Linked DNA regions of Mus musculus: region 1 is linked to region 2. A link is a contact called in public Hi-C data. All regions are on one chromosome and are shown on one strand. The core of a region is the stretch at or near the end of the contact, and the rest is flanking DNA. Distances in the headings are between cores, read along the strand shown. Region 1 holds the start of Selenof (selenoprotein F). Region 2 holds the start of Ints12 (integrator complex subunit 12).

Region 1 (6,715 bases), core at 2,396-4,895, about 11 Mb before region 2:
TACAAGTGAACAAACCGAGACAGAGAGGAAACTGAGGGAAATGGTGCCTATGTTCCCTTTGGCTGCACCCTGATCGGCAGGAGAAATGGAGGCTGCAGGACTGTGATCTGGCTAAGACCACAGGATAGGTGAAGCATGGGGTTATAACTAGCATGAGAGAATATGAAAGGGAGAAGTTAAGACTTGGTAAGTTCTGCCTTTTGGTCCATCTTTTGCGACAGTCTTGTTATATAGCCTGGGCTGGATTGTAACTTGCTACATGTAGCCCAGGTTAGTCTCAAATGTCTGATCCTCCCATTTCAGCCCCCTGAATGCCGTGATTACAAACAGCAGCTCGGATTTCAAGAGGCATCACCACGCCTGGCTCTCACTTTTTAAGTCTGGGAAGTAGATGAAGTTAAGCATTGTATTCTGGGTAATCACAGAGAAAAATGGAAAATTAAGAATCGGGGTAAATCAATTTGATTTAGATGATAGTTATTAAAAGTTAAAATTTGAAAACATTTACCTAATGTTCTTTTTAAAACTTAAAACTAAACAGCACAGTGTCATGGAGAGAGAGAAAGAGAGAGATTATAGAAGCTGTTTTGGAGAATACTTAAATGAAATAATATAGTTCTGACTAATGACCTATGGTCTTATTTGTATTTTATTTTTCTAAGATAGTATGTACTTATTTGTGGTCCTCATTCACAAAGAACAGAATGAAGTTGACACCTGCCCTAAAAAGGTTTCATTCTAGAACTTTGTATCAAGAATCAAATAATTACCAGGAAAGTTTTCTGAGTGTCAACTAAGGTTGAACCTAACATCTGGATTTCAACACTTCAGTACCATCAACTGTCAATGATGCTTCCAGTTGGGACCACTTGTAACAGACCCGTAGAAGTTAACTGGACTTGAGGGTCAATAATGACTTACAAGTAGGCTCCATCTGTCCAGGATATCCGACCTTTGCTTGTAGATGCCCCAGTTCACTCAGGAAACATTCCACTTACATGACAAGGTACTGTCTTCCCCTCCATGTACGTCAGTACAGACAAAAGGTAACCAGAAGCAGGCACTTCTCTAAGGTGAGATCCAGTCAGCACACTGGGAAAAGGAAGTCTCAAGAAACAATAGACAATTGAAAGGTACCTGAGAGATCAGGTACTGACCACCACTGATGCTGATTTCCTGGAGGAGATAAATTCTTAGCTGAAAACTGAAGGCTGAGGGGTGGCAAGATGTCTCAGGGGGTAAAGATGCTTGTCGCCAAGCCAAGGACCTGAGTTTGATCCTTAGAACCCACATGATGGAAGGAGGTTCAGATGGTAACTAGACGACAATCATTTTTATGGGTGTAGGAGAGACAGCTTCTGAGAGAACGAAGTAAGTGAAATTCACTAGAGCAAGTGTCTCCTGCACAACCCAGCCTGTTTGTTCTCTCAGTAGAACAAGCAAACACCGGGAAATAAGCCTGGTAGACAACTTTAAAGACAAACTCTACCTTAAAAGCAAGTGGGAGTGTTTAAGCACAACAGCTTTAGATTTCAGAGATGTTGCTCTAGATGGTAAGGGCAGAATGAGAAAGAATTAGATGTGGAAGCCAGTTAATGGATCATAGGCAAGCCAATATACTGGCCTGAATAACCAAACTCAACCCAAATGTGCATAGAACACATGTCTAGCTTGGGCAATAAGGAAGTTGATAAAGGCAATTTTTACGTAAGAGTCTCAATGCAGAAAGAGGCAATTCGAAGAAAAGCCAGTGGGCTGTTATTTTCAAGAAGAAAGGTCTCATAGTATTGAACTGGTTTTCAGGTATATTTTGGAAGTAAGAATAAGAAAGGCTAGGTAATTGCCAGTATATGCAGTACATAGGAAGGAGTCAACAAGACATCTGAGTTTGAAGTTAAGATTGGGTGGACAACCACCATGGCATACAGGTAGCCATAAGTTCTTCCTACTCTAGTCCTAGCATGTACTGACATTTCTTTGCAATGCAATTCTGTCACTCTTCCCATTCGGCTGTGGAGTTGGGAAGAGTTGTTCACCTGTGGCGTGGTCTGGGGACTTACTCTGACAAGTCTAATGTGATGGAGTTTGGATCTATTTACACAGTGGGAGGATCTGGCTTTCTGTTTTTAGCCTTGTCTCCCAGGAGGGAATCTGTGATCTCCATGGCAAGGTCTTAAGAGGCTTCTGCTCTTTTGGAGTATTGTCCTGAGACGGCTGTGAAAAAGAAGTCAGTCATTTACTGGGAGATGAGTTAGCAGCAGAACTGAGCGGTCCCTGTTAATGGCACTGACTAGAACTACAGTAGCTTTGGGTTTTTAGTTAAATTCACCAACTAGCTCAAACAGTGCATCCATGAGGGAACTGCTTCACTAACATAAAGGATGGTTAAATTGTTTAAAAACATTGATTGGCAAGGGGGTGGGGGCAGGTATTTACAAAGCCATAGCCTACTGAGATTTTGAAGATAGTTTGAAAACATTACTCCTTTGTTACTTTTGGTAGTGGTAACACATTCAAACGACTACAATGGGAGGGAAAAGCCAACAATTTACTTATGTTTCCAGTATAAAAGTTTAAAGGGATGTTCCCTAAGTGTTTTCTGAAGTACCAGATGTTTCAAAACAACATTGTATTGCAATGTAAGACGCTAAGAATCCACTCTTTGGACAAAGTAAGAAAAGCAGAGACAACGTTTGTGAACTATAAGACCTATGAAGAACAGAGTATTTAGAGACCTACGGTATAATTTTAACTTTCCAAAATCTTGGACAAATCACTTAAGTATCCTAAGTACAAAGACATGTAAATATGGGTGGAAAACTCCCATAGAGGAATTTACCAAAAATACAGTTGCTTCATGAGTAGCTAAGTAAGTCAAAACCAGGTTAACTCCTTTCAGAGATTTAGAACCCGTGTCGTCTGGTTAACGAGGAAAACCGCTTGTCTGGACCAAAACCCTTTAAGGTTTGGGAGTTTGTAAGCAGCGGTAGTTTCATTCACTTGTGTCTCACTCAAAGAAACGTCCCTCCTTTCTAAGCATTACTGACTATGTACCCTCTGTGCTCTGAAAAACCGATCCTAGCTGCCTGAAGCGAGGAAACCATCGTCTCTAGAGCTCCGGCTGGAATTCTGCCACGTTTCATTCCGGATGGAAGCGGCCGCTAAGGCAGCCCGTTCCACGGGCGGCTCCCAAGCGTGGCCCCGGGTTTGCCCTTCCACATCCGCGCTCTCCGACCAGCCTTGAGGCAGCCCCAGAGGCGGTCCACACTCACCGCTTGAAACGCAGTCGCCAGCAGCAAGCGCAGCCCCAGAGCGGGCCGCAGCCACCCACCCTGCCCTGCCGCCATCCCTGCGGTCTGCCGTCAATCTTCAGGGGTCTGAGGACCCCTGTGCCGGGGACGTCCACTGCACTGCCTGACGCGAAACCCGCCGCGAAAGGCCACTGCTACAAGCCTATTATCCCACAAAGACGAGTGTTAGTTAGGCGACCATGGGAGCCTGTAAGTGATCGATTGTTAAACAGTCCTCAGGTTCTTTTAGAGATTCAAATTAGGCATTTTCCTAAACTCCCCACACCGGGGCTTCTTATTCACGACATTCAATCGGCTATCCACGAAGCCCCAGCTCGGCCATCAGTAGCCCCGCCTCCTCCAAGTTTACCCAATCGGACAACGCCTTGCTTGAGTCCCGTGACAAGGAACCCAACCGTAAATCGAACCGAAAGGGCGAGAAGCGGCCTCTCTTCGGACCAATGAACACCACTGTACCGGAGGATGGGGGTGGAGCCTCTGGTTGCCGGGCAGCGTGCGTCAAGGCGTGCGCGTGGTGGCCGAGGGGGAGGGGAGGGGGCGGGCCGAGGGCGGCGCAGCCGCAGCCGCATCGCCACCGGAGGAGCGCGCGGCCGCGAGCGACCGAGGGAGGGAAGGGAGGAAGCGAGGGAAGAGGGCGTGCGGCCGTGGGGTCCCGAAGCCAGGGGGCAGCGGCAGCGGCAGCGGCAGGAGGGCGCCAGGGCCGTCGAGTGGGCCGGGGAGAAGCGTGCACCAGGCGGCCGGCGCTGGCTCCCGCGGGCGGGAGACCGGAGAGGAGGAGGGGGTCGCTGCGGCGCGGCAGTCCGCGCAGCTCCCGGGTCGGGGTCTCCTCCCGGCGCTTCGGTCGCCCTCGGGGCCCCGCTCCCCGCCCCCCGCGGTATGTCTTGATCGCGAGCGGCGGGTTTCATGGGGCTCCTCAGGATTATGATGCCGCCCAAGTTGCAGCTGCTGGCGGTGGTGGCCTTCGCGGTGGCGATGCTCTTCTTGGAGAACCAGATCCAGAAGCTGGAGGAGTCCCGGGCGAAGCTAGGTGAGGCAGCCGAGCGGTGCGCCGGGGCCGGGCTGGCGGGTGGGCATTGCCGGCTATAGCAAGTGGGCTTCCTCAGGGGGCCTCGGAGAACCTCGAGAGCTGGGACCCGGGCACGTCGAGCTCCCGCCACCGGGGAGGGAAGCTGGGCTGATGAGCTGCACGCGCGAGGTCTCTGGCCAGAGGGCTGCCCCGTCGGCCCTTCACTGAGAGAGGGGACCCAGGTCTGCCTGGAGCTGGTGCTGCTGGAGGACACAAACGCTCCCTCTCTCTTCTCTTCCAAATCGTTCTGCAAAGCCCCAGTCATGTGCAGAGATGGGGACTGGAATTTGAATTAGGGGCACCTGGGCACAGGATCCTTTGGGGATGGTGGTCGTGGGGAGATTCGTCGCGGGGAGATGGGTAGAAATGGAAGGAGACTCCGGGAATGATGGGGAGTGAAAGCGGCTCACCGTAGTGAGTGGCAGGCATGCCTGAGCCTAGGGCAGTAAGGGACCTTAGAACTGACAGCTTTGGTAGGCTGGCGGTGTGGGACAGCGGAGCCGATGATGGCACGAAAAGGAGACATCTGGGGGACTGAAGTTCTTTATGAGTGACGCTAAACTGGTTGATTTGGGCTTCAGAGTGGGGTCGTAAGTTTAGGCTGATTGCATGTACAAGAGGGGAACGTTGAGGGTTTGGAATTGCAGGGTTTACCTTGTGAAAGGAAAAGAGTGGGGAGAGTGAACCATATGGGTCTCTTAAAGCGTCTCTCTCAGTGCCCGAATGGAAAAGGGTGCTTGAAACACAAAATTGGAGTGCGAACTTGTGCAACAGCAGTCGAAAGCGCGGATAGTCGGGTGCTTCCGGATAGTGGAGAACTTTGGTATTTGGAAGTGCTCTGGAGACAGGGACTTAATCATTGACGCGTTTTGATTTAAAAATGTATGTGACACTTGAAAATCAGCTCAGAGAATGTAATTTGAATATGGGAAACAGCTTTTGCATACACTTTGACCTTGCCTGTTTCTTAAACACGATTTAAAGTTACCTTGAGGAACAGCTAGATGCAGCTTGGGGGTGCGGATTAATTTTCAAGAAAAGAAGTACCAGAAAAGAATTTAAATTTTATATATAGTAGATATTTCCAAGTTTTTGGTAGATTTTAAGGAAGCCTTGAACACATTTTAAAGAATAGTGTTATAAAAGCAAGAATCGTTTGATTGATGTCCAGCTCCGTGTGAAAGAGAAGCCAAAGGTACTTGCAGTCCAGTCCTCCTTTCTAGAGTGAAATTTGAAGAACTACTGAATGTATGTACTGGATTTAGAAAGGTTTTATGTGCTAAAAGTTATTCAGTTTAAATATTGAAGGTTGAACAGTATCTCCTTTTGCCTTTCACGTGGCTCATCTGTACAACATTTACAGTCAGAGTCTGGCCTCATTCATGATCCAGTTTTACAGGAAAGAAAGTGACTCAGCTTACAATAAATTAAAAGTTGTTAAAATGAGCACTTGTATTTACTATTTCTTCAATTGGCTTTTGGAATTCTCTAGCTGTAGAGGCTCAACCTGATTGAATGTGCCTATTGTCTTCCTGACCTAACAGTTTCCTCTCCAGCGCTTGGAAGCTGTTTGTGGACGCCACCAGAATAGCTGAGGATATAGAACACCACAGGTAGAACCATGCGTACCCTCATAGTTTTCATAAATGGGAAAAAAAAAGTCCTGTCAGGAATAAGTGCGTCCAAATGAGTATCTATGAGGGAAACAGCAATTATGCGCCAGAATAAATAATTCTGAGAGATAGGCCAGGGCTGACCACGGTGGGCCAGGCCTGTAGTTCAGTACTCTAAAAGCTGACACCCCAGGATGGTGAGTTCAAGACCAGTATGGGCTGCTGCATAGCATTATCCTGTCTTAAAGAAAAAAAAAAAAGAGAGAAAAAATAGCTTTCAAAGTAACCCAGAGATGCCGGCATGACAGATAATATAACTTTATATCAGCTCATTAATCTTCTGATTAGATTTTTTTTTGTAAATATTTTTATTTTTAAAAGACACAGGTGTTATGTTGTGTTTCCCAGGCTGGGCCAGAACTCCTGGCCTCAAGTGTTCTTCCTTCTTCATCCTTGAGAGAAATTGTAAATGTCCTTCACCTTGCCTCCTTCCCACTCCCACCCCCTTATAAAACCAGTATTGCTTAAAAGTCAGTACTGAGACACTGACCGTTATCCGGACTCCCCAGGAAAGAGACAAAAGACTCAGGTCGTGACTGGATAACTGTTGTCTGTGATATTCTTATCTAATCTTCCAAGAACTCCAGAGATAACTATTTTTCAAATACAGAATAATCCTTAAATTATATGATCAGGCCAGGATTGTATCACCAGTAAGTAACTGG
Region 2 (6,107 bases), core at 245-2,744:
CTAGCTCTAGCTACTCTCCCCTATTTTAAGATCAGGTGAATACAAGAGGGATACTTTGTATTTTTACATTTAAGTTGGTATTGGACCTCTCTTTCCCTGGCTTTCTCATTCTTGCCACTATTGTTCCAATGCTCTGTCTTGCTTTAGTCTCACTACCAATTTGTTCTTCAGCAGTCATGAGCATTTTGTTGTCAAATACCATCTCAAGGCAGATGACTCTGTATGGTTTTTCTCTCACTTCCTCTTATTTCTCTGTTACTCTGAAAACAATGACCAGACTATTATATTCAGCTAACTCACCGAAGTCTAATATTCTTGTCTTTTACTCTACACAGTTCTAGTCACTTCAGCAAAAGGCATTCATGAAATGCAACTGTCTTTTCCTCTCAACATAACTCAAACACAAAAAAGCAAGACAATCGTCTATTTTATGGGTAGGGATGTGTACAGTGCTCTGACCTGCAACATTCACTTTCTACTCTTTCATTTGTCTTTAATTATTAATCTCACTAGTGTATAGCTTTTATGAGAGCAGAAGTTTATGAAGGGGGAATGTGAGGGGGAATGCAGGAATTTCCCTGGCAAGTAGCATTTCACAGGTGTTTTTAAAAAATATTTATTGAATCAACTGGATTTTTGCCAAAATGGTCCTTTTCAAGGCTGCTGTGATGTCCCCAAACAAAATTGAGCACCCCTACCTAAATAGATGCTTTCTCTCAGATCTCTTTCACCCTGCCTACTAGTTTCAAACAAACTTCTAAGTTGATCACCTGCTAGTGCATGAGATAAAGGAAACTGCAGAGAGTGCAATACTCATTACAACACTCGAGACCATCCCATTCGTGTTTCTGCAAGATTCTGTAATCCTTTCCAATTAACTTCTTCTTTCCATTTAGTGCTTCGCCTTTGGGGAAGTCTGGAAACTCAGGATGTAAAAACCCCAATTCCAAAACAAACCCAAGCGCTAGAGAAGCTAAGGAGAGTCAAGAGACACTTCGAAATGCCAATTCTTTGATGGAATCAAAACACACTGGGGGCGGCCTCGAATAGGGGTAAGTCCTTCTCAAGGAGGCCAGAACAGAGATGTAAAACGGGAGCTGTACAGAGGTCTCCGGAACCCTCGGTCAAAGGTCTTGGACAATTCCACGGTCCCGGTCCCCCGGGCCACCGTCCTCGGCGCCCTCCTCACTCAGTCCTTCCAGACTAGGAGGAGCGCTCAGGCGGAGCCACGCAACCACCCCGCAAATTATGAGGTCTCCCCTCCAGCAGGGAGGAGACCGACAGCCCACGGAGCTCCGCTCCGGCCGCCCCTCGCGGGGTCTCGAGCCTCCCCCCGAGGCGCCAGGAAGCGGGGACCCTCGTCACCACTCACCGCTCCGCCCCGCCACTCGGTCGGTTCCCGGTAGCTCTCTTCGAATCCGTCCCCGCCCTCACCAGCTTTAAGAAGAGAGAAACAAAGGTTCCCGCAACAGGTCGGAAGGGGAACGTTTCCGAGTGAGACAGCAGGAAGTGACGTAGGGCACTCCTTCCGGTCCGCCGGATTATGAATGGCGTTGGGCGGGGGACGCGCAGACACGTTGTCTCTTCCTTCTTTTTGCCCCCTTTCCCCTGCTCAGGGCCTCGCTGGGAGGCGAGTGCTCCTCCTCAGGCCGCGGCTTCCAGAAGTAGCCTCGGAGTCCCGGCTCGAGCTGGGCGGGAAGGCGCGGTGGCCCGCGTCGTCGCCCGCATGCTCCCGCGCCCTCCCTGCCTGGCCGCGCCCCTGCGACCAGGTAAAGAGGGCGCTCGGGCCGCTCGTCCCCCCGCCGCCTCCTGAGATCCGCGCTCGCCCTCAGGGGTCGGCGGGGCTGGGCTTGGAGGCCAGGGTGGGACCGGTGACGGCTCGCAGCCCTTGAGAGTCTTGCCAGCCCCACATTCACCGCAGGCTTTTGCTGTGGGTGCAGATGGACGGGCTTCGCGCCGTTCCGCTGAGTGACGCGTGGGCCCCTCGGCTGCGAGCCATCCCTCTAGTCTTTTCCCTGCGTGGGTAGAGCAACAGGGCAGCTTTGCCTGGTAGGGGGTTGTGTGGTCGTTTTGAGTTAAGTGCAGGAAAAAAGACCTCTTGGAGCACGACTTAACTTTCCCCAAAGACATAGTTTTACGTCGCAGCCCTTCCTGATTGGACGCTGTACATGCGTACTATTTTACAGTTAGGATCTGCTGCATTTGGGGACATTTGCTATCCCCACCAAAGCAGCGTTGCCCTTCCATTATTAGCACGAACAGAAAGCTTGAGTTTGCACGAGAACTGCTTTGGCTTAAATTAAAAAAGAAAAAAAAAAAAAAAAGAATACCCTAATACATACCTCTCTAACTTTGACTGGGGAATTACACCACCCCATCTCCATCCCCCGCCATACTCACCACCAAATCCTTTGTCATAAATTCCTTAAGGTCAGAAAAAATAAACGAGTGTATCTCGTACCACATTATTGCTAAAGATGGTGGCATTTGTCAAGTTTCCCTCGTGCTGTCCCACAATTTAAAAAGCAAGAACTGGAAGTGACTTTAAACATGTAAATATGGTCTTGAAATGCCATGAGAATAAACTGTTACAATACAACTGATTTGCTGTCATATTTAGTAGATCAAACTTTAAGCTATATGAGTGTTAAACTGCACTTTGAGGAGCATACACTGCCATTGACGCTGCTGAAATTGTGACTCAATCATTTTAAAGAGGCCTAACTTCAAAAAGGAGATTGAGGTTTGAACGTTGTTCTATAGTACTAATGAAAAACACCTTTAAACTAGTAAGGGGCCATGAAGGGGTGGGCTCTCAAGGAAGGGAAAATGGGATGCAGTGAGGTCCGGGGCCGGGGGAGTGGAAAGAATACTATGTATTTCCCCATTTCAAACAAAACTAAAAGCTTTGTGGTTATGGACTTAAGGAGTTTTGTTTTAAACCTCTTATGTTTTCTAGCTTTTGTTTCAACAGCACATGGTTTTAAATAAGCACAAACAATAATCCATTTGGCCTTATTAATAGCAGTAATTTAGTAGCCATAAAAACATTTGGGACTTACCCTGGTGTCCATCAGTATTTTAGACTGTTGCCTGGTATGTGTTGTTTTTATCCTTGAATGCAAAGTGACTTACTGGTTTCTTCTATGAACATTTCTTGGGAGGCAGGAGTTAAAAGCTTTGTAATCATAAAATAAGTATTGCTTGCTGAGGTAACTCAGTATTTTTTTCAGGCTTGATGGTATTTTCAGCATTTACATTTTATGCTGTCCTTCCCTGTTAACTGCACGTATTATGACTTAATAACAACAGACAGTTCTTTGAATCTCCAGAGAGATTATATATTCTTCTATAACTAAGATTTCAGTAAGCATTTCCACTTCCAAACTTTTCTTACTTAATAAAAATTTCTTGCCCTGGGATCCAAATAGCTAATTTTAATCATGGGTTAACTGCCCCTGAATTATAATCCTACATTACATAGTATGAACTCTAAAAGCTGTATTTCTTTCTTGGACTTTTAACTAGAGGTAACTGACTATTATTTATTTATGAAGAAGCACTTTTAAAAATCTGTATGGTAATAAAGTGGGGTCTGTAACCAAATAATGCTGCTTTGTTTAATGTCTAAACCATGAGCTAAGTTGTACATTCAAAATATTGAAGATTGTCTGATGCAGAGAATTGAGCAGCTTTAAATTTAGATTTCAATATTTGAGAGAAATCAGTAAATGTTCATACTCGTTAACTATGTCAAACTTTTTATTTTATAAAATATAGTCTGCTAATATGTATATTGGCATAAGAATTCCCAACAGCATTTTATGACTCCTTGGGTTTAAAACCTCAGTATTAAATTTATCAGTGTTTGTGGTGCAGCACATTTAAGTTCAACATAGTCCACACATTTTGTTGGAAGAAGTTTTCAAATAAAAAGCGCGAGTTGGATTTTTCCCATTAAAGTTTATGCGTTTTAATAGTGTCCTTAGGTAAAGAATTTGTGCATTTTAAAGAATAGTAGGGGGTGAGGTCTAACTCAGTGACAGAGTACTTACCCAGCATGAGTGAGGCCTGGCATTTGAGCTGTAGCACTATTCAAAACAAAATAAAGAAGGTAGGTAGCATTTTTCCTCAGGGCTCCCTGTCAGTTACCATGGCACAGAGGATGGAAGGTGCTGCTGCTATTACTGCCCTCATTCCATACGGGAGAAAATGAGGGAAAGTTGGTTTTTTTTCCATTAATTTATTTATTTATTCACTTTACATCAGGATTGTGCCCCCACTCCTCAGAGTCTCATCCTTACAAATCCCTCCCCTCCCCACCCCTCCCCTTCTCAGAGAAGGGAGCCCCCTCTTAGGTACCAGCCTTCCTGGGACATCCAGTCCAGCAGTACTAAGCGCAGCAGTGTGGGTGCTAAGTGATGAGATTTTGGTTCTATTTCAAAGAAGGAGATAGCAGGTGTGAGAGATGAAGGAATTGGGTGAGACTTTAGGCTTGGAGGTAGGTGAATGGTGTTGCTATTTCATCAGCAATGGGGCCAGGAAAGAAAAATGAACACATTTAGAAAAATACCCAATTGAAATGTCGAGCCTGGAGCTCAGGCAAGATGTGCCTGAAATAAATGTAGGAGTCGGATAATATTTAAAGCCATTGGCACTGCAGAGCACATAGAACAATGCTGTTGAGATGTGGCTTGTGTACTGGTAATGGGCCATGAAATCAGTCAACAGTCATAACGTAAAAGAAAAGGGAAAAACAGCATAAATAATCAGATTTATTCCATGCAATAGAGTAAGTACTCATGACATTATATCAGGTTTTGCTGTTGCAATTTTCTGGCAGGAAATATTATATATATATATAAAGCCAGTCACTCTCTGAGCTATGTCTTAGCCTTTTGGATTTTAAAACAGCCCCTTCTTAAAATCTCCAAGCTTGCTTTGAATTCACCACATAGTCCAAACTGGCCTCAAACTTGTGATCCTCCTGTGTTACTAGATTTGAGCCAGAAATCATTGAGGGAGCTGAAGAATATGCAGTAAATGGAATCAAGAAGCGATGACAGAGAATTGTGTCCAGTGTTAAAAACTGGCAGATAACTAATGCTTGACATGGAGGTTTAGGAGGGGGGCATCCTTACTGAAATTTTTTGTTTTGTTTTGTTTTTTGTTTTTTCGAGATAAGGTTTCTCTGTGTAGCCCTGGCTGTCCTGGAACTCACTCTCTAGATCAGGCTTGCCTCGAACTCAGAAATCCGCCTGCCTTTGCCTCCCAAGTGCTGGGATTAAAGGTGTGCTCCACTACTGCCCGGCACTGAAAATATTTTAATAACATAATTTCTGATTATTTTTATTTTGATAAGATTGTTCCTACTACAATAAAATGTGCTTTAATTTAGGCTATATTCTGATAGTATTAATATTTTCTATTTATGGGTTTTTGAGACAGGTTCTCGTTAACACAGGCTGGTCTCGAACTGGCTATGTATTCTACCATGACTTTGAACTCCTGATTCTCTTTTCCTCCACTTTATAAGGGCAAATAGTATTTATTCTAGAGAATTTTCTGAGTGTTTTCAGAATAGATCCCTTTAGATTCAGTTACTACTTTAGGTTTTTTTGAAGCAGGTTCTTTCTTCAGTCTTCACTGTCCTGGAACTCACTATGTAGACCAAGCTGGCCTTGAACTCACAGAGCTCCTCTTGCCTTGAATGCTGGGATTAAAGAAGTGAGCCATGCTTGGCTAATATTTCTTAATGTAAAACAAAATAATACAAAATACTCAGCAATATTTTGCTGCATAACATAACTTTTGCTCTGTCATGAATTGTAATTTATTGTTTAATATCCTGACCTTGCCAAATATCCTGACCTTGAACTTTGAACACAAAACATTCAAATTGCTTTTTAAAATTCTAGTTGATAAAGAAGTATGTTTAAAGCTGGGCAGTGGTGGCGCACGCCTTTAATCCCAGCACTTGGGAGGCAGAAGCAGGTGGATTTCTGAGTTCCAGGACAGCCAGGGCTACACAGAGAAACCCAGTCTTGAAAAACCGGGGGAAAAAAAAGAAGTATGTTTAATTTTAATATTTTTATTCTCTCTCTCTC

Evidence for each region. A called contact is a pair of places that touch in the nucleus more often than the background predicts.
Region 1: a contact with region 2 is called in a Hi-C map of B cells, with 5 read pairs. The contact joins the promoter of Selenof here to the promoter of Ints12 in region 2. A contact is called at or near these places in 1 of 39 promoter capture datasets (cranial neural crest) and 1 of 484 Hi-C or Micro-C datasets (B cells).

Annotation. Positions count from the first base shown.
Region 1 is chr3:144,567,357-144,574,071 of GRCm38.p6, reverse strand. It overlaps Selenof (selenoprotein F), which reads right to left and starts at 3,645. Exons shown (of 5, transcript NM_053102.2): 1 at 3,273-3,645. The coding sequence starts at 3,347. Hs2st1 (heparan sulfate 2-O-sulfotransferase 1) reads left to right here and starts at 3,856. Exons shown (of 7, transcript NM_011828.4): 1 at 3,856-4,338. The coding sequence starts at 4,215.
Region 2 is chr3:133,087,242-133,093,348 of GRCm38.p6, reverse strand. Ints12 (integrator complex subunit 12) reads right to left here and starts at 1,494. Exons shown (of 7, transcript NM_027927.4): 1 at 1,373-1,494. It overlaps Gstcd (glutathione S-transferase, C-terminal domain containing), which reads left to right and starts at 1,524. Exons shown (of 12, transcript NM_026231.3): 1 at 1,524-1,769.